3 separate regions of the Mus musculus genome follow, and all the other regions are linked to region 1. The links are chromatin contacts, called in public promoter capture Hi-C maps. All regions are on one chromosome and are shown on one strand. The core of a region is the stretch at or near the end of the contact, and the rest is flanking DNA. Distances in the headings are between cores, read along the strand shown.

Region 1 (3,649 bases), core at 470-2,969:
CTGCTTTACACACTGTAGATTATACTCAAACTTCCTCTGAGAAGGTCTGACTACTAAGGGTGAGAATTGAGAATAGAGAAGAAAGCTGAGAGGACAGAAGAGTGGGGAAAGACAGGCATTTCTGTCACGTTTGTCCTTCTGGGGAGGATTCGGAAATAAGCAACAGAGAAGCAGGTTCGACAGCACATGTGGTTGGCACCGAGACTGATGATTTTAGGATGCCTTATGCACATATGCAGTTGTTTGGATAAACAGTGCTAATCAGTAAGATTTCTGAGCGACTTCTGCAGGATAAACATTTGCACCCAGATTGTCTCATCCCCTGACATTTCTTTTCCTGTTTTTTTTTAAATGATTATATTTTAATGGGTATTTTATTTATTTACATTTCAAATGTTATCCCCCTTCCCAGTTTCCCCTCCACATGCTATCTATCCCCTCCTCCCTTCCCCTGCCTCTATGAGGGTGCTCCCCCCCCCATCCACTCCTGTCTCAGCGGCCTGGGTCATCAAGCCTACACAGGACCAAGGGCCTACATTCTCAGTGATACAAGATAAGGCAGTCCTCTGCTACATATCCAGCTGGAGCCATGGGTACCTACTGTGTATTGTTTGGTTGGTGGTTTAGTCCCTGGGAGCTTTGGGGGGGGTCATCTGGTTGGTTGATATTGTTATTTTTCCTATGGGGTTGCAAACCCTTTCAGCTCCTACAGTCCTTGCTCTAACTTCCCCATTGGGGTCCCCACACTCAGTCCAATGTTTGGCTGTATATATCCACATCTGTATTCGTCTGGGTCTGGCAGAGCCTCTCAAACGTTTGGCATTTCTGTGGACAAATTCTGTACTTTTCTAGCTTTATAGAGCAGCAAACTGAGTGCCAGATGCACCATTTTCATGGTATAAATTGCATGATTGTGTTTCAAGCCTGCTTCCCCCTAAAAGAATAAAAAATGGAAATTTGCATATGGTATTAAGATGGTAGTAGTTTTAAAATCAAAATATCATACATTCTGAAGAGAAACCAGAATATATCAGTAGGCTATATTTATATGTTTATTTATGTGTATATGTAACAATATTAAAGGGAAATTGACCACTACTTTGAGAGGGAGTGAGGAGAATATGGAATGAGTTGGATGAAGGAAAAAAGAAAGAAAAGGTGATGTAATGAAATTTCATTTAAAATAAAAAGTAAGCCTATTAAAAATAAAAATATAAAATGTTGTAGTAGTGATAACAACAGTAGATTTTTCCACTGAATATTCCTACCCTATCAAACAATGTACAACCATGTCCATGGAGGGTTTCCTCTATATATGAGAAGTTAAAAAAGAGTTACTTAAATTACTATAGACTAACCCCTTGATCTAACTCAACAGAGAAGGGGAAGAGCATTTAGACGTAATTACCTTTTTCCGGTCAAATGTCAAATCATCGATTCTAATGTTTACATCAAGAGCTTCCAGGAGAAGTTTCCGAGCTTTTGCAGAATGTAGGTAGCAGTCTGAACACTGACAGTTGTCTCTCAGCCATACTGCTGGGTAGAGGGACTCTGCCCCATCGTGCCAAAAGATCTGCATCAAATGAGCCCCATCCACTGCTTCTGCCTTTAGGATGGCACAGTGCATGTTTCTGGTCTTTGGTGATAAATCCTATCAGCCACCTGCTAGGACAAATCAGTGTTAATTATAGTAGGCTGGCAGATTGTACCTGAACCTGATCTCTACAATACTGCAAGTGGACTCTGGCCTCTGCCTACCACTCAGCAGTGTGAGCCTACAGTTCGCCCCATGCCGGGACCTTTGTTCTGATTAGAGTATTTCACATGTTGTAAACAGAAGCACAGTGACTAGCTGTAAGATAAAAATGCCACATCAAATCCAAATCAAGAGAATTCCTTGTTCTTTTAACAGAAATTTTAGATTATAAAATAAGAAACAAGGGCAAACACAGTGATATAATCACATTTGCATAAACACTGTGGGAAAACCGCTACGCAAATGGAAAATGTTAAGTTTGCCTCTCTGTTTTGGTGTTTTAGTGAGCCCAGGACTTTAAACACGTGAGACAGGCATTCTACCGTTGAACTTCAGTCCCAGCTCACAAAATGCCTCTGTTGTTTTAACCAATGACAGAGGCATCTGGCTTTTGAAACAAAAACTGCTTCAATGATTCATAATTACCATCAAGGGAATATTAATGCAATTAGTTTGCTTAAAGGGTAATGCGACTTAGAACATGGTACTATTTCTGTTCTAGTTTTACTTTTTACTTGCACAGTATATTTCTCACTGGAATATAAAAATACCAAAGTCCTTTAAAAGCTTACTGGGTTTGTTTTCTGCCTTTGCTTGTTTGGAATGTCTTACTTTATCTGGAATGTTTATGGGGGGAGCTTTATGAATCTATATTCTGATTGGAATGTATGGCTCCTTTTTATTACAAAATCCATCAAATTTGTAGCAATGCAGTAGTTACAGGAGAAGAAATCTCATGAAAGAAAGGCACCAGGGTACTTAGACTGGGCAACTCTTTATTTCATTAGTGACCGTATACCTGACATTCAGGAATCAGGGAATGTTATAGACTTAACTTTTCATGTTTATCTAGGGTTCTCAATATATATTCAAAGAGTAGACATTAGTAAAAAGATAAAGTTTACATGAAAAAACCAGAATGCTTTAAGTGTTTTCATAGGACCATTAGCACCTCTAGCTCTTCTAACAGAAGAGAGCAGAGAGGCAGTGCTACCTTGGGATAAGAGAGGAAGACAGACACACAGCACAGTAACTGCTTATACACACCTTCACTGTATCCGATACTGAAACAGCACCAGGGACCGACCAAGCAAAGCAAAGACTTTTGGCAAACTGCTGTCACCTACTCAAACCTACACGTAGGCATACATATATACACATAATTAAAAACAAAATAAATCCTTTGACAAAAGAGAGAAATAGCACTATTTTAAAAAAATCTGTCAGGGGTCACCAAATAATCTTTACAAAAGGACTTCTAGGCTATTAGGTTTGTAGAGCATATATAATTTCTCATTTGTAGTCTTAATTTTAAAATTCCATTCAAAATATAACAAATATTCTTAGCCCATGGTGTGCATAAAAGTGGTCGATGGGACATTTTTGGCCAAGAACAGTAGTGTGGCTGTCCTTTATAAATTTGTTCACGCTTTCTTTAGCACAGTGGTATCATGTGATGCTTGATTCAGAAAGCAGTACTCTTTCACTTGCTTGGGCATTGAGCAAAAGTTAGCACTCATATGTAACAATATCTTCTTTTGTACATGTGGTATTACAAGATACAAAGATTACCATACCACAATGGAAACAGAGGTTTACAATGTAAACAAAAGTCTGGGATCAAATGGTCTCAATTATTTCTTAGAAAAAAAAAACTTATTTAATTTACTCTAGAAAGATCTGTGACTGATATTGGGCTACATGTATTGATTCTACCTTATTTTGCTTCCTTACTAATATAATACTGATTTTTCAGTATAAATATGGGACATAGTTATATTTTCAGCTTCCTCTATTTCTATTTCATATACTGTGTATTATGTAAGTCTGTCCAGTGAAATATTTTTCCTTTTTCCACAAAAGGAACATTTGTTAAAAGGAGATAGGAAGATT
Region 2 (3,649 bases), core at 400-2,899, 390 kb before region 1:
GAGTTGTGTTTTTTAAGAAAGAAGATTTTAGCTGGGCATGGTGGCACACGCCTTTAATCCTAGCACTTGAGAGGCAGAGGCAGGCAAATTTCTGAGTTCGAGGCCAGCATGGTCTAGAAAGTGAGTGCCAGGACAGCCAGGGCTATACAGAGAAACCCTGTCTCAAAAAACCAAAAAAAAAAAAAAAAAAAAAAAAAAAAAGACTTTAAGTATCAATTAGAATTAGACTTTTTCCTCACTTTATTTACTCATGAAATTGGCTGAAAAGTAATAGAAATGGAAAAACAAAAACAAAAAACAAGTTGCGGAGGCTTCTGAAATACTAACTAGACCAGGAGTGAGATGATCTTGGGCAGAGGGCAGAAGAACATGGTATCCAAGAGATTCTGAGGCCTTGTCTATAAAGTCTGAGCGCCACTGGTCTTTCTTTTTAAAGTTCTCTTTCAACCTTATAGTGAGGAAATTCATCTTTCTTAAAACTTGTCTGTATTTATTTATCCATTAGCATAACTTTAGAGTATATGGATTCAACCTGACTTTATTATTATTTAGCATATTCTTTAATGTAGAGATGGTAGATTTTTTTTTTTTTATTTAGGAAATCGGCTAGCTTTTCGTTAATTTATTTACATTTTCTTTTTTTTTTATTTGCATGAGGTGGCTAGTTAACTTTATACAGTATAGATATTTTAATGCTCTTCTTGCTCTAATGTAATGGGTTCATTAAAAATGTGTACAATCTAGAGTAAAAACAACCAAAGGCCTAGGAGAAAGCAAGAAAAGAGGCACTGAGAATGCTGATTTTTTTTTTTCTATAAACATTATGTGGGAAAAAGGAAGGGATGCTGATAGTTAACACACAAGTTGTTTCTGGTGTCTCAGGGGCAGTCAGCTGGCACTCAAATGTTCTCTTCCAGTGCTGGTTAACCGGCACCTCCTTGGCTGGACTCCTCAACATCCTTGTGTTTAGGGAGAAAGAAGTCTGATTGGTGTCATGGATGATTAACCGCTAATTTAGCTCCCAAGTGTGAATGAAAAAGGGTACTAAGATCTCAGAGGTGATGTGAGATACAGGAGGGGTCACGCTGTTTTAATTTAGTGCACGGTTGAACTCAAAAATTTGGATCAGATAGAAAGAAATGTTTCTCCCTCCTTTTCGACCCCCACCCCCACCCCCATTTCTTTCCTCTGTTTGCAAAGCTCTCAGTGCCCTTGCCCTTAAGAACAGCGAAGAGTCATTTGACACGTCTGAAAGCTGGAGGCGAGTTTTACTTTTCAGGTCATCCAATTTAGGAGATCCAATTTCTGCGGAGGGGAGAAAAAAACTGGGTGGGGGAGGGAAACAGCAGACTCCTGGTCTTCCGATCTGTCTACCTTCAATACACAACCTGACATGCAGATCCAGCCAAGTCAGGGCTTTTACTTGAACCTCCACTACCAGCCCCAGCAGCAGCAGCACAACCTTGTCACTCATTCCAGAGAAACACGCCCCATTCCTCTTGACCAATAATGGCTCCACTGCCTGCATAGTAATGAGCTCGAGACCTCCCCTGACCAATAGCGCTCCCGGAGCGGGGTTAGTTTTGCATGTACCTAAATGATTTGCATAACCCGGCGGCCAGGGGCTCCCGAGGCGAGCGTGCAACCCTAGAAGGGAAAAGGACGCGCGGAGCGGGAGCCGCCTCGGGGAGAGCGCGGACAACCAGGGTGTTTGTGAGAGCTGGGGCGGGGGTTGGGACGCCTGGCCGGCATGGCTGGAGGCTGCGCTCCGCAACCTTGAGGAGCTGTGCGGCTGGAGGAGGCCCGGGACAGGAGGCGGCGGCGATGGCAGCGCGCGGCCCGGGCAGCCGCTCTGGGCCGGGTCGGCTGGCCTGAGCCGCGGGGCTGCCGGTGCGCGTCCATGGAGCAGCGGGAAGGGAGAAACTGCGGAGCGCCGCGTCCTAACGCTCCGGCGGCAGACTGCTGAAGGAAGCGAGCGCACGCGGACCGCCGAGGGACGGCGCCCGGGCCCCGAGCCCCGCAGGCCGGCTGCCCCTGGTGCGGCGCGGTGCGGCGGAGGGCAGCGGAGGCGAGTCGAGCGAGAGGAGCCGCGGGAGAGGCGGGCGCGGGCGGCGGCCGCAGCAATGCCGGGCCCGCTGCGGCTGCTCTGCTTCTTCGCCCTGGGGCTGCTCGGCTCGGCCGGGCCCAGCGGCGCGGCGCCACCTCTCTGCGCTGCGCCCTGCAGCTGCGACGGCGACCGTCGGGTGGACTGCTCCGGGAAGGGGTTGACGGCGGTACCGGAGGGGCTCAGCGCCTTCACCCAAGCACTGTGAGTGCGGGCGACCGGGCTGCGGGTTGAGGGACCCGCGGGCGCTGCGGGGCGGAGCCAGGGCTCGACCCCAGCCCCCAACCCCAGCGCCCTGGGGGTGCACGAATCACCTGTGTGTGTGTGTGTGTGTGTGTGTGTGTTGGAGGGTCAGGGGGATTGGCCCCCTTTCCCGTATGCTGGCCTCTCCAGACTTAGCCACTTTGAATCTGAACCTCTAGGAGCTTTTTCTTTTTGCAGCTTTTTTTTGGGGGGGGGGGTGCAATTACTACCTCCTACCCCCCACCCCCCACCTCAAATCGCAAGTGCATTTAGGGCCAGGAGGGAGGATGCTGGAAACGCTTGCCCTTGGCAGCCTTTCACGTGACCTCTTCCCCCATGCGGCCCCCTGTTCGGCTGGCAAAACTTTGGCCACGGATGAGGGCGCCTAGAACTTGGCCTGCGTTTGCCGACCAGGCACGTTCCATGGGGAAGCACCTGAATACCCCCAGGGTTCCCGCAGGCGGAGTGAAGAAACACCTGTACCTAAGAAGGGGAATCGCTTTCCAGTTTGGCCCCGTCCTGCCTGTGCAGTGTGACACCTTAGCTCAGATCCACTCGGGACTCATTACCACGAGCAGAGCCCAGGGAGGAGGAGAAGGATTCGGCCTACCCTGGGCGGGGATCCTTAGTGAATAAGGCATTTAAAAGAAGGAATGCTGACCTGAGGTAGAGAATGTTGGGAGAGAAAGTTCTAGAGCATGTGATCAGTGCAGTCTGTAAGGTGGGCAACCGTTTTCCGCCTGTACCTTCAGCAGAGCCTTTCGTGTGAGCTGCCTGTGGTCAGGAAGAGTAGCATAGATGGTTCTGACCCTCCCCACCTCCTTCCCCAGAGACCCAGAGAGCCTTTAGCATCTCAGGGAAGAGGGGGAATCTGAAATAGGTGTTGGAGGTGATGTTGGCAAATGCCACCCGTAGAAAAAGAATGGGGTAATTGAGCGGAGGGCAGCTTGTATGGCCCTTTCAGCCTTCTCGTGTTGTGTGGCCTATTGCATGATTAAATCAGGAGCAGTCAAAGACCTGCTAGAGAGGAAGGGGCCCCGAGAGGCCCTCTGGCAAAGGAAACTTCCTTTTTACCTTCAAGCTATCAAAAGAGACCTCTTAGGCGTAGCTTTAAAGGAATAACAGATCGTGTGAAGGGAAAACTCCCTTTTAGGCAAGCTGGGGCATCACTGTATTTCCAGGTGGGTGGTGCCGAGGCATTCGGCTGGCCCTCTCAGGTTGGGGATGTGGAGAACTGAGACCCTTGGCTTTGCACCCTAGTCTCAGATTTTGGCCCAGTCTTAGGTGTTGTTGATGCCTGGA
Region 3 (3,649 bases), core at 426-2,925, 290 kb after region 1:
TCAGTTTGTAAATATACAATATCTGTAAATCTGAATAAATTAAAAAAAATAAGACAAAGAACACCTGAGCTTTCTGCTAAGAATAATTAAAAGGGTACTTAAAGTAAAGATAGTAGAGATTCAGTGTCCCATTTATAAAAATTCCACATATTGTGCAAATCTATGGAAGAAATTTAAAAAACAGAACACAAAGGGGTTATTGGGGGTAGAAGGTCTTCACTTCTTGAATCTGCCTTTGGAACATTCTGACATGTAATACAGGTCCCTGAAGAGAATTAGAAACTGAGATTGCTGTCTAGCCTGAACAAATAATCAAGACTGGCTCAGTTATCCAAGAGCAAAATTAAGAATTTCTTCTGTTTAAGAGAAAGTGTTCAGTTGTTGAACATCATAGATAACTTAAAATTTCTCCTTTTGGATTTTGACTGCTTTCTATTTTTATTTGTTAATATTTACAGAGTATAGGAAGAAGACCCTTTGCCTCTGTCTCTATGAAGTTTGTCATTTGTAGCATCAGATCCAAGTACACACAGACAGGCTTGGATGTGCAGAAATTATTGAAAACAAATGAAAAGAATTGCCAGGTATGAGGGAGGACTATGAGATCACTACAAGAATTAAACTGGAGGGACCAGACAGGATACAAAGCAGAGGATACATAACTAGATCCTGTATACTAGGAATGATTTGTTGAGATGAGGACAGAAAAGCAGTGTGAGCAAGCAGAGAATATCTCATGCATCCATTTTTATATCATGGATCCTTATTAAATCATGGAACTAGCCAGCGGGAGTGACATTACTAGTTACCTTCTACAGAGTGACAAACAGATGTGTCTACAGCCAAAACCTAGCACTATACCTCCCACCCCATATACTACATATTGTCTTTTTTAAACAGTGGGGAATTGCCTTGAAAATGGTCATCTACTACTAATGTCAAGATGTCATAGAAAAACAACAAAGCGAGAAAAAGGAAGACTTTTTGTGTGGAAAGCAAGTACCATCTCCTTGCTTATGTCCTACTAAGAGATGATTCCAGTTGTCCAAGGATCTACAAAGAGGAGAAGCTGGAATACCACACTCCATCTTCCTTATCCTCTTACTGGACTTGGTTGTAACACTAACTTAGTCTTTGTATGCTAGTATAAAAAACAAGTGAATATAACAGACTGGAGGAGAAAATAATGTGGGCTCCAGATGATTTATCAATTACTGGTTAATCCATTCTCTGAGTTGGAAAGTCAAGGGAGATTGCTCTATTTAAAGTTTTCTATTGTAAGTGCAGAGATATAAGAACAAAAGGTGTCAGGAAGTGTGAGATTCAAAGTTTCATGGTGTCTTATGCCAGTGTTCCAGGGGAAGCTCAGGAAAGTGAAGTGCTTTATTAACAGTAACAGAGCTGTGATTGTGATGTGGGCAAAGGTCTCTGGATTACCTCCTGATTGCTCTTTACCCTCCACCCCACAGCCCTGGCAATTATAGGTATGAACACGCCACACTCCCTTAGTCAGGAGACAGATGCCACTGACAGTTGTGTTTGCATTTTTATGTTCCACTTCAGGAATAATGAAATGCTGAAGTAGTCAAATTTTATCACCTCCATGGTTCCTAATAATGTTTAACTTTCATTTTAAAAAAATCTAGGAGATAATAAAAGCATGCCATCGGGCCAGCCTACTCCCTCTACCCCCCAGAAACTTCAGGAGTCTTCTGTCAGATGTTGCAGAAGAAACGCAGACAGCTAGTGGCCAGAATCTGATCCCAATTTGTCATTTTTTCCCCCTTGGTGTCAGTTTCACAGCCAGCTTTAGAGAACTTTGAGGACTGTTGAGTATCTGAAAACTTAGACATGGATGGATGATCTTCAACTCTTCAGAGAACCAAATTCTTCCTTCCATCTGAAAAAAGTTTTGGCTGTTGGAAATATCTCAGTGAGCCCTGCTTGAAAGAGACTCTCTTGTGTTCCACTTCCAAGCATGAGGGTGAAGAACTTTGAAGCTTGGGATTATGTTGTGTTTGCAGGTCTCTTCGTCATTTCCTCTGGAATTGGCGTGTTCTTTGCCATAAAGGAGAGAAAAAAGACAACATCTCGGGAATTCTTAGTAGGAGGAAGGCAAATGAGCTTTGGCCCTGTAGCTTTGTCTCTGACAGCCAGCTTCATGTCAGCTGTCACTGTCCTGGGGACTCCTGCTGAAGTCTACCGCTTTGGGGCATCCTTCTTCCTTTTCCTCATTTCATATGTATTTGTGGTCTTTTTCACATCTGAGCTCTTTCTTCCTGTGTTCTACAGGTCTGGCATCACAAGCACCTATGAGGTAAGAGACCACCTCCCTGCCCCCATCACAGCAAGGAGATGGCACTTGCTTTCCACACAACGAGTCTTCCTTTTTCTTGCTTTGTTGTTTTTCTATGACATCTTGACATTAGTAGTAGATGACTATTTTCAAGGCAATTCCCCACTGTTTAAAAAAAGACAATATGTAGTATATGGGGTGGGAGGTATAGTGCTAGGTTTTGGCTGTAGACACATCTGTTTGTCACTCTGTAGAAGGTAACTAGTAATGTCACTCCCGCTGGCTAGTTCCATGATTTAATAAGGATCCATGATAAAAAAAAATGGATGCACTATTTAATTGATGAAAGATAAGTAAGATTAAAAGAGATAATGCTATTTTTATTGTCATTAGAGTGACCACTCTGAAAAAGTAAACGGAATACAGGGTACTAGTATTATAATTTTCAGCAGAGAAAAGTAAGATCTAGATAGGTATGTTAGTCCTGTTTTAAAACTAGATAAATATCTACTGAGAAGCCAATATTTATATATGATCATTTAAAGGCCTGTATATCAAACAGTAGCTCCCTAATGCTAATTATTGCTTCATTCCAGTTTTAAGTAGCAGTTGGGAATATTTTGGAAAAGTGAGAAATATTTTAGTAGAAAGAAATTCCCAAATAATAAAAATAGGAAAATTATTGTAATGAAGGGGAAATAAGACTATGAAATTTTGGCCTTTAAACAATGCTAAATAAAACCAACATGTTCAAAACTGAATTTTCATGCCCAGTATTTAAGTGTGCTTATAAATCACTTTTTTGTGAAGAAAAAAATATTGAACTTCATTGCCAAAAACCCTGAAAGTCATAGCAGAAGACTCATAAAAAAAACTTACTTTAAAAAAATCTGAGATAAATGATCACAAAATGTTTCTCTAGTCTTCCAAAGCTGTTCATGCAGATACATATTCTCCAGTAGGTCTTAAGACATTCAGTTGCATGGACTATCTTATCCCAAATGTTCAACATTAATTATCTTGTGCTGCTAAGAAATTAATCACAGTTAGGCAATTCCACAGCCATTGCTTGAGACACAACCCCAAGAGAAAAACAAGTAAATGTAGGCTTAGCTCTACAAACTGTGCACAGATGCTATTCAATTGTAATGTACTTCTGAAAACCAAAATGTGGCCGGGATTTTCTCATCCATGCGTGAAGATTTGACAGTAGAAGACATTGATTGCTGAGTTTTCTAGTTTTGTTCTGGAAATATTTTTAACAATTTCCACTCTTATGCCTATGTTTCCTTTTGGAAAACATGTTGTGGTCAGCTTTTAATTTCATAAATACCCATTCGGCACTTACTTTGT

Evidence for each region. Promoter capture Hi-C pulls out the DNA fragments that hold promoters and counts their contacts.
Region 2: a contact with region 1 is called in a promoter capture Hi-C map of liver, with 2.3 times the contacts expected there. The contact joins the promoter of Lgr4 here to the promoter of Bbox1 in region 1. A contact is called at or near these places in 10 of 39 promoter capture datasets (the 3T3-L1 cell line, 3T3-L1-derived adipocytes, the C10 cell line and 5 more), 6 of 484 Hi-C or Micro-C datasets (cerebral cortex, embryonic fibroblasts, embryonic stem cells and 1 more), 1 of 115 datasets of contacts at active chromatin or transcription factors (hepatocytes) and 1 of 9 other capture datasets (adipose tissue).
Region 3: a contact with region 1 is called in a promoter capture Hi-C map of stem cell-derived epiblast-like cells, with 2.5 times the contacts expected there. The contact joins the promoter of Slc5a12 here to the promoter of Bbox1 in region 1. A contact is called at or near these places in 3 of 39 promoter capture datasets (embryonic stem cells, hippocampal neurons and stem cell-derived epiblast-like cells), 1 of 115 datasets of contacts at active chromatin or transcription factors (intestinal villus epithelium) and 2 of 9 other capture datasets (adipose tissue and liver).

Annotation. Positions count from the first base shown.
Region 1 is chr2:110,304,006-110,307,654 of GRCm38.p6, forward strand. It overlaps Bbox1 (butyrobetaine (gamma), 2-oxoglutarate dioxygenase 1 (gamma-butyrobetaine hydroxylase)), which reads right to left and starts at 1,720. Exons shown (of 7, transcript NM_130452.1): 1 at 1,409-1,720. The coding sequence starts at 1,627. All of the region lies in intron 1 of Gm30319 (a long non-coding RNA gene), which reads left to right.
Region 2 is chr2:109,915,998-109,919,646 of GRCm38.p6, forward strand. Lgr4 (leucine-rich repeat-containing G protein-coupled receptor 4) reads left to right here and starts at 1,650. Exons shown (of 18, transcript NM_172671.2): 1 at 1,650-2,308. The coding sequence starts at 2,124.
Region 3 is chr2:110,595,624-110,599,272 of GRCm38.p6, forward strand. It overlaps Slc5a12 (solute carrier family 5 (sodium/glucose cotransporter), member 12), which reads left to right and starts at 1,676. Exons shown (of 15, transcript NM_001177624.1): 1 at 1,676-2,317. The coding sequence starts at 1,979.